Regions from separate parts of the Mus musculus genome. Here regions 1 and 3 are each linked to region 2. A link is a contact called in public HiChIP or PLAC-seq and promoter capture Hi-C data. All regions are on one chromosome and are shown on one strand. The core of a region is the stretch at or near the end of the contact, and the rest is flanking DNA. Distances in the headings are between cores, read along the strand shown.

Region 1 (3,021 bases), core at 102-2,601, 230 kb before region 2:
GGCCAGGGGAAGAGAGTCCTGGACATCAGTCTTCCAACATGGAACTTCATATCGGGGAAGTTGTCACACAAAAATGACACGAAGAAGCATTTTAAATGTAGACCTTTGGGACTCTAGATGAGTTTTGTTTTGGAGACTCCATCCAAAATTAAATGGTCTGGAGAGGGAGGTCAGAAGAGAGCAAAGACGACGACTTACCAGTAGTCGATTCCTTTGATAGCCAGGATCTTCTTGGCACACGCTATGTCATCATCCAACTCGTCATCCAATAACTCTGTTATAACAGAGTGCAGGAAGGAACAAGACAAATAAGAAGTACAGCTCAGTGGACTGGTTCCTCTGGCCCCAGAGTCAGGGGAACTGGTTCTGAGTTGAAGGTTTGGCCTAGAGACTTTCTATATGAAACGGCCAGTCTGATAATGCCTCCCCTCCATGGGAACTCCATTCCCTTCCCTAGGACACCTCACGAGACAGCATCAGATTCATCACGCCCTGAAAATACAGCGTATCAGACTTCAAGACTCACAAGTGTCCCAAACTACCCTTCCCTGAACCTTAGGGGACTCTCTGGGCATGTGGAGATCATGACCAGTGACCAGGTTCTTACTAAGCACTGCTATCTCAAGTCATATGGTACCCAGCACACCTGAGACATGCTGGGTACCAACAAGGAGGCTGCCTGGGAGGACTCGGAGGCAGGCTGTAGAGATACAGAAGAGTGTGGTGAAAGAGGATACTCACTGTCACAGGAGATGCCACAGATGTTCTCCGACTCGGGGAACTCACTACTTTTACACCAAAATCTGTCACTGATCTGGAAGAGTCCGTACTCTGTGCTGCCGTTGTCGTTGACAACAGCTTGTGTGTCGTAGCCACTGGTATGAAATAAAACACAGGCCCCTGAGGGAGACAGAAGAAAGAACTTTCTCAGAGATGTCTCAGAGTACCATAATTGAAACACTGGTTTCCCGGGGGGGGGGGGGGGGGGGCTTCCCAACCAATCTCCAAAAGTGGTGAAGTCCAGATTATCTTGGTGAAATGAGAAAGGCCAGACAATGGGAGACAGGCAGGGCAGGAGAAGTAATTGAATACAAGAGGTCAAGACAGAACAAGAAGAGGTACGAGACCACACCACGAGGAGACAGAGAAGGAGGAGAAGGGAGAGGTGGGAATGGAAGGAAGCAGGGACGTAGTATGAACTCACATTCAAGCAAAGAGATGCCTTGATAGCCATCTATGTCTTTAATGGCATGGGACACCTTGCATTTTGTAAGCTCTGTGGCTTGAAAGGCAGGCAACGACAAAATACACACCAGGAACAAAGGAACGAAATGCATCATTTTGACTGCTCCTGGACCTTGTAATGCAGACACCGCTCACTTCATCTGCTTTTATGTATGAAGAAGGCCTCTGGCCTCCTGGCACCGGGCCTTCTCTCTAGGAAGACAATGATGAAGAGATGCTTATGCCAAAATAGAAACCCTGAGCCTGCCAGCCTCCCTCCATCCTGCCACCCTCCCCCCATCTCCTGCATCCAGTCAATACCAAGTATTGTTTTCTTCCCACATAATTCCACACATGACCCAGCTTCTCACTTGGCTCTGGTAAACCTTCATTTCTTTTAGGGCTGCTTCCAGGAAGCAGGATTTCCTTAACCTACTTTTGGAACAAAGGAGGCTTCAGAGACAATACAAGGGAGGTGACTGGAAAACACAGTTGGCTACAGCCAACTCCATGCTTACCCCTAAACACATACAGAACGTGGAAAGGGGATGTATCACATCCTAGGATCAAAGGTGATATTTGTCTGTCCAACCTAGCCATAGGACAAAGTCCAGGAAAGCCCCTTGATATGGAGACTCATAACTGAGAGCCTTGGGAAAAGGGATGGAACATGGTGGCATTTAGCATGAGACTCAACTACTACTTGGATCCCAAGACTTCCTATGGAGGGAGATAGATAATGTGAAAAGTTTTGTGTAAAAATATCTAGCTGTTCTATAAGAAACTGCCAAGCGCCGGGCAGTGGTGGCGCACGCCTTTAATCCCAGCACTTGGGTGGCAGAGGCAGGCAGATTTCTGAGTTCGAGGCCAGCCTGGTCTACAGAGTGAGTTCCAGGACAGCCAGAGCTACAAAGAGAAACCCTGTCTCAAAAAAACAAAAAAAGAAAAATAAAAAGAAAGAGAGAGAGAGAGAGAGAGAAACTGCCAAGCGCCCTGCCCTCAATCGCCTCTGCCATAACTAGCTAGATGCTTTTTGGTGTCACTAAGACATTGTGTCAATCCAAGGCTAATTCCATAGCAACATTGTTAATAGCAACATTGTTCATAGCAACATTGTTCATAGCAACATTGTTCTTGGGTAAGTGGTCCTTGATAGCGAAGGTTGGCCACAGACAGGAAAGGGTCCTGGGTAAGCTATAATAGGTATCTCCCCTAAGCAAGTCAGGGCCAGGTACTAGTTTCAAATAATTCCTGTAATTTTCTGTCATGGAGTACTACACTCATGGCATCAATAATCCTTTCCCTCCTTCCTGCCTGTGCTCATTTTATGAACCTGATTTTTTTTTTTTGACGTCTCCCGAGGTCTCCATCCTAACCAAGCCACCTAAGACTTATAAACTGGAAGTCTTCCAACTGGTTATTATCTGTAAATCTTCAGAGACAGAGACACTCTTCTCTGTTCAACCCCATCCCCCTCTACACAGTGTAACCAGTGTATAACACAGCATGACTGAAACTCGTGTGGAGGATGTGAAACCCAAGATGGATGAACAGAAACCCCTGAATGGAAAGAGACGCATGCTCAGAAACACTGCAAGCATGCTGACTCTGCGGGTCTCCTGTGTTCTACCCGGAAGGACTGGGAGGGTATGGGACAAGAACGGGAATTCTGTCACACTGAGCAAGTCCCATGGGGACTCAGTGGGGATGGAAAGATGACCATGGACCACACAGGAGAGGACTGCATGAGAAGAGTTAGGTCTGATGGAGTCTTCCCAATGGTGCTATCTGTATAAA
Region 2 (3,129 bases), core at 158-2,657:
GGCTGCCTGGAGGTCACAGTGTGTGATTGGGGGCTTCGATGCTGCTTCAGGTGCAGATATTCCTAGGAGGGAGTGTGCACTGGTGTACATCTTTTTGTTAGCCACAGATTTTGCCCTTGAAAAGTAGGGTTAAAAAAAAATTTTTTTTAAGGAGCTGAAGAGGGCTGGTGAGATGGCTCAGTGGGTAAGAGCACCTGACTGCTCTTCCGAAGGTCCGGAGTTCAAATCCCAGCAACCACATGGTGGCTCACAACCTCCCTCATCTGGAGTGTCTGAAGACAGCTACAGTGTACTTACATATAAATAAATAAATCTTTTTTAAAAAAGGAGCTGAAAAGATGGCTCAGCGGTTAAGAACACTGGCTGCTCTTCCATAGATCTTGAGTTCAATTCCCATCAACTCACAACCATCTGTCATGGGGTCTGATGCCTTCTTCAGGCAAGCAGGTATACATGCAAATGAAGCACTCACACATTTAGAGAGAGAGAGAGAGAGAGAGAGAGAGAGAGAGAGAGAGAAACAAATTTAAGCTGGAAGTGATGACTCCTACATTTGATCCAAGCACTGGGGGTGGGGGATGTGGGGCGAGGCAGAAGTAGATGGATTTCTATCTATACAGTGAGTTTCTGGCCATCCAGGGCTACACTGAAACACTGTCTTAATTTTTTAGTAAGATTTATTTATGTGTATTTGCGTTTCTCTTGCATGTATATGTGTGGACCATGTGTCTACCCCATGTCCACAGAGGTCAGATGAGGGAGTCAGATCCCCTGGGACTGGAGTTATGAACAGTCATGAGCTGCCCATGTGGGTGCTAGGAACCAAACCCAGGTCTTCTGCAAGAGTGGCAAGTGCTCTTTGCCTCTGAGCCATCTCTCTATCACTAAGGAGACAATTTACAAAATATTTTTAAATATTTTATGTGTATGTGTGTTTGTGCACGTTAATGCAGCGTCCACCGAGGCCAGAAAGGCGTGTTTTGATCTCCTGAAACTGGGGTTCCAGGTGCTTGTGATCTCAGACCATTGGGCTTGGCAGTACCTCCCTTACCCAGTGAACCATCTCATTATTTGTATGTATGTGTAAGTGGTTTTGACCTGTTCTACGAAATCCGATGCTGTCTTCTGACCTCTGCAGGCACCAGGCATGCGCACGGTGCTCAGACACACACGTGGACAAACCAGGCATACACCAAATTAAAAAGTAAAATGGAAAAACTATTTGAAGACATTTATTATTTTTTTAAGAGAGACTAGGGTTCTTGATTTAAAAAAAAAAAAAAAAAAAAAAAAAGCCTACTTAAAAGAACTGACTGCGGTCCTCCGGCATGCAGGGGGCGCTGAAGTAATGCTGCCTCCCTATTTCTCACCCCGCGGTCTTAGCGAAGGTCCTTGTTGCTAGGAGACAAGATGCGTCTTTCTGTTCTCCAGCTGGGAGTCGGGTGTCGCCTGAGCACTCTTGGCGTGGAGGACAGAGGTCTAAGGCCCCATTACCTTAGCTCCAGAAGGTCCCTCCCTGTCTATGGGAAGTTTTTCTTTCTAATTCCTCACAAGTGGCTCGTAGCAGCAGGCAGAGGCTCCTTGCCCGGACCCAGTCCGCAGCCCAGCCATGTCTAAAAAAGGAAAAAAGCCCAAGTTGCCCAAGGCACCCCTGTCCGAGGAAGATCAGCTGCTTATATTTCAGCAAAAGATGCTGGCTGACGAAGAGGCAGCCAAGAAGAAAGAGAGACTCCTCACCCAGTTCTTGAAGGTGATGCTCGTCTGCAGTGTGTCCTGCCCAAACCCCCAAACCCCCAAACCCACCGCCCATGCACTGGTACCGTTGCCTGGGGTCGCGTCCTTGTGGCAGGCTCATTTTCATCCTTTCCTATCCCTCTGAAGTCCTTGGTCCCAAAATACATGGGCTTCAGACAACATTGGTTTTTGCCTAGGGCATTCTCTGTGAAACATGGGGGAGGGGAGAATTGAGTTTGGCAGTATCAACCGAGCCCCCAGAATTAGGACAGTGGATGCTGTCAGGTGTCCAAATTCAGCTGTCTTGAATTCTGAGGTTGGGTCTGGAGTGGGGTCGTTAGAAACTCTTCTCTGATGCTTCACCCTGAAGGGAACCCATTCATTGGAAACCACAAACAGGAGCCCCCGAGTGTTGGCTGCCAAGGGCTTTGTTTGTGAGAATACACGGGGACTGGTATTTTTCAGCGTGGTATCGATAGCACCGAGGTGGACCTTTCGCCTTGGCTGAAACGCATGTGATTACTCCTCCCTCAGGACAAGTTGGCCAAAGAAGAACACAACAGCGCTCTAAACCTTAATAAGATTAACACGCAGTGGAGAACCATCCTCAGGGAGGTGAAGACCAGAGAGCTTCACCAAGACATCGAGATCCTCAGCCAGACCTTTGAACGCGTGGTGGACTGTAAGGACAGCGTCATCAAGGTATGCACCCTCTCGGGCGTGGTGGCGCACACCTTTAATCCCAGTACTCGAGAGGCAGAGGCAGGTGGATTTCTGAGTTCAAGGCCAGCCTGGTCTACAGAGTGAGTTCCAGGACAGCCAGGGCTACACAGAGAAACCCTGTCTCAAAAAGACCCCCCCCCAAAAAAAAAAAGAAAGAAAGAAAGAAAGAAAGAAAGAAAGAAAGAAAGAAAAAAGAAAAGGGAAAGGGAAAAGGGAAAAAAGAAGGAAAAGGAAAAGGAAAAAGGGAAAAAAAAAAAAGTATGCACTCTCTCCAGAGAGCAGGCGGGGATGGCTTCCAGACCTTCCTAGGTAGAATGGGCCTAGTGAATTATTTATTATTTATTGTTGTTATTGCTGCTGCTGTTACTATTATTATTAATTATTATTTTGAGACAAAGTCATGTATCCTATTATTGTTATTACTATTATTATTACTTTTGAGACAAAGCCATGCTTTCCTATAATGGCCTCAGACTCACACGTAACAGGATAGATAACCGTGAACTCCCCACCCTCCTACCCCAACTTCCCAACTGCTGGAGTGGCAGGTGTGAGCTACACAGCTGGATCTACCTAATCAGCCTTCAAGCCTTCACCAGGCACAGGCTGTGACAAACGTGGCCTATTGGTTCTAATCACTGTCACTGAGATGAGAAAGGAATTTCTGAGCTG
Region 3 (2,754 bases), core at 203-2,702, 170 kb after region 2:
CCACACCTGTGGTTCTCAACCTTCCTAATGCTTGATCCTCAACCATAAAATTATTTTTGTTGCTACTTCATAGCTATGATTTCGCTATCGTCGTGAACCGCAATGTACATATTTTTGGAGGTACAGGGTTGCAAATGGGGTCTCAACTCAGAGACTGAGAACCTCTTGATCTATACTATCCTGGTCTAGAACGGCACAAACGCCACGCTCTAGACACTAGAATGGGACTCCCAGAGCTGATTAGTGGACCCTATAAACAAACCATCCTCTTTGCAACAAAGAAATCTCAAATTATGGAGTTTGAGAGGGCACCCAGTCTATCTAGGTTCCATCCCCTTCACACTAAAGAAAATTACTCATGCCAGGTGGTAGTGGCGCACGCCTTTAATCCTAGTATTCCAGAGGCAGAGGCAGGAGGATCTCTGAATTCGAAGCCAATCTGGTCTACAAAGCTAGTTCTAGCAGCCAAGGATACACAAAGAAACCTTGTCTCAAAACAAAAAACAAAGTGGTGGGGGGTGTTGGGGGGGGGATGCAACTACTTACTATTCTCCACTGTAGGATCGTAGCCTTCCAGGAACTCGCCTTCCACAAATTGATGTGCCAAAGATGTCTTCCCTTTAAGGACCAAAGATTGTTGTAATATAGTCATCCATCCATATTTACACCTTTTGTCCTTTCGGACTGTGGCCAGGACCAAAGGGCACCTCACATCAGCATCCCAGATTGTGGGAGCTCCCAAGCAATGCTTACCCTTTGTCTTTTATTACCATCATCCTAACAAGTAGATTTCCGCGACGTTTTGGTGATTCGATGCATTCAGTGACGCTTCAGGAAGCCCTTTCCTGCCCCACCCCATCTCACCCTTTGAAAAAGATTCCCCGGGATCTAGTGCACCAGGCCAAGGACACTTGCAAGTGTCTAGCCGGCAGAGATCTCCACCACACCTTCAAATACTGATCCCACCCCCGCTCCCAGAGAGAGCAACGCGGGGACGACTGGTGCAACCACAGCCCGGTACACTTTAACCCTTGCGCGCTCCTCTTCCAGCATCCCTCCACCCTTCCATCTCCTGGCAGCAAAACCGACTTCTTCCCAGGCCACATTGGGTCCTCGTGTCACATCTCCGCGACAGCGCGCCTCTTCTGGCCACAAAGCAACCGTGCTCTCGGGAGGGCGGGGACTTACCTACGGAGCGGTACCCTAGGATGGCCACCTTCCTGTAGCGCACCAGCGGCATGACAGGACGCCGCCCCGCGGGGCTCGTAGGAGTGCGGGCCGAGGGAACCCGAAGATCAGCCGAGGTGCAGGCCGAGGTGGACTCTGGGAAGAAGAGTAGCTCGCTGAAGCTACGCCCGGCAAGCCAAGGAAAACCAAAACAAGCCGCGCGCCCGGGGCAGCCCACGTGATCACAACACAGCGGCTGTACGCAAGGGAGCTGGGCGAGGGGGGGGGGGCAGGGGAGGGGACAAGACGAGCGGGATACCTAGCCGGGCGGCTCCCGGCTCCGCCCCACATGCTGCTCCCCATTGGTCTATTAGAATAGAGGAGGGCGGAGTCACCCACAGGAGGGAAGGGCGGGCCTCACGTGGAGCGGGATCTTTGGGAGCTGCACATGCGTAGACCTGAGCCTGTTCATTCATAAAGAAAGAGAAAGGAACCCGGGGTCCTAGAGGTACTTGCTGCCTAGCCAAAGAAGCTGGGACTCTCAGATGGAAAACACCTGTTGTGAAAATACAAAACGAAAAGGAAAATATCTGTTGTGGTTCGGCTGGAGTGTTTGCTTTTGAGACAGGGTCTTACTGGTGTAACCTGACTGGCCTACAGCTCTCTCTATAGATCTTGCTGGCTTCAAACTCACTGGGATCCACTTGCCTCCTCCTCCCCAGTACTGGATCAAAGGGGTGCACCACTACACGTGGCTTTGGGCTGGAGGTTTTGTTGAAAAGATTCTAGGCCCTTGAAGCACGGATTTAATCCCAGCACTCGAGAGGCAGAGAAGGGCATGTCTCAGAGTTTGAGGCCAGCCTTATTGACAGAGTGATTTTCAGGACAGCCAGGGCTACACAGAGAAACCTGTTCTCAGGAGTGGGGGTGGGTTCTAGGCCTCTGATTTCACAGAACTGGAGTTCTTGTTGTTTGGGAAATTATTTCAGTGTGTATGCAGTCTTAGGTTTCCTTATCATACCCAGGACACTCATTTATTCAACAAATACTGACTGAGGCAGGAGGATGCTGAGTTTGAGACTGGCCTGGGCTATACAAGATCAAGCCACCCAAGACCTTGTCCAGAAAAAGGGAAAAAGGAAAAGAAAAGCATACGTCTATAATCGAAGGATTTAAGAGGTGAAGACAAGAAGGTCAGGAGGAGTTCAAACTCATTACGGCCTCAGCTATGTAGTGAGTTTGAGCCCAAAAGACCTTGTTCTAAAAAAAGAAAAAAGGCTGTTGCCCATGTTCCGCATGCTCTGGACAAGACACTGTTGCAGGCTTGCTAAAAGAGATAAACATGGCATCTGTTTTCCTGGCATTTAAATTTATTCAGAGTTTGGAGCTGCATGAGGCCAGCCTTGTTTGCAGTCCCCAGAACACACACACACACATGCACACACACACATATGCACAAAACCTTAGGGAGACAAGTATGTATGTCATGGACAGCTTCAAATTAACCAGCGGGTTCATCCCGTTGAGGTAGAACCTAGGAAGTTGGCCGCTGGTGGCCGGTGTTCCTAAGGCTCTGCTTCACTCTGG

What was found. HiChIP or PLAC-seq counts read pairs in DNA pulled down with a chosen protein or histone mark. Capture Hi-C pulls out chosen DNA fragments and counts their contacts.
Region 1: a contact with region 2 is called in a promoter capture Hi-C map of liver. The contact joins the promoter of Lalba here to the promoter of Ccdc65 in region 2. A contact is called at or near these places in 3 of 39 promoter capture datasets (embryonic stem cells, frontonasal cranial neural crest and hematopoietic stem and progenitor cells), 1 of 115 datasets of contacts at active chromatin or transcription factors (embryonic stem cells) and 2 of 9 other capture datasets (liver and pancreatic islet).
Region 3: a contact with region 2 is called in an H3K27ac HiChIP or PLAC-seq map of embryonic stem cells, with 4 times the contacts expected there. The contact joins the promoter of Rhebl1 here to the promoter of Ccdc65 in region 2. A contact is called at or near these places in 2 of 39 promoter capture datasets (embryonic stem cells and hippocampal neurons), 4 of 115 datasets of contacts at active chromatin or transcription factors (the SCID.adh cell line, embryonic stem cells and pancreatic cancer cells) and 1 of 9 other capture datasets (pancreatic islet).

What each region holds. Positions count from the first base shown.
Region 1 is chr15:98,481,332-98,484,352 of GRCm38.p6, forward strand. It overlaps Lalba (lactalbumin, alpha), which reads right to left and starts at 1,352. Exons shown (of 4, transcript NM_010679.1): 1 at 1,205-1,352; 2 at 742-900; 3 at 199-274. The coding sequence starts at 1,340.
Region 2 is chr15:98,706,787-98,709,915 of GRCm38.p6, forward strand. Ccdc65 (coiled-coil domain containing 65) reads left to right here and starts at 1,408. Exons shown (of 8, transcript NM_153518.2): 1 at 1,408-1,750; 2 at 2,269-2,436. The coding sequence starts at 1,610.
Region 3 is chr15:98,879,962-98,882,715 of GRCm38.p6, forward strand. Rhebl1 (Ras homolog enriched in brain like 1) reads right to left here and starts at 1,453. Exons shown (of 8, transcript NM_026967.4): 1 at 1,189-1,453; 2 at 547-618. The coding sequence starts at 1,240. It also overlaps a transcript of Dhh not described here.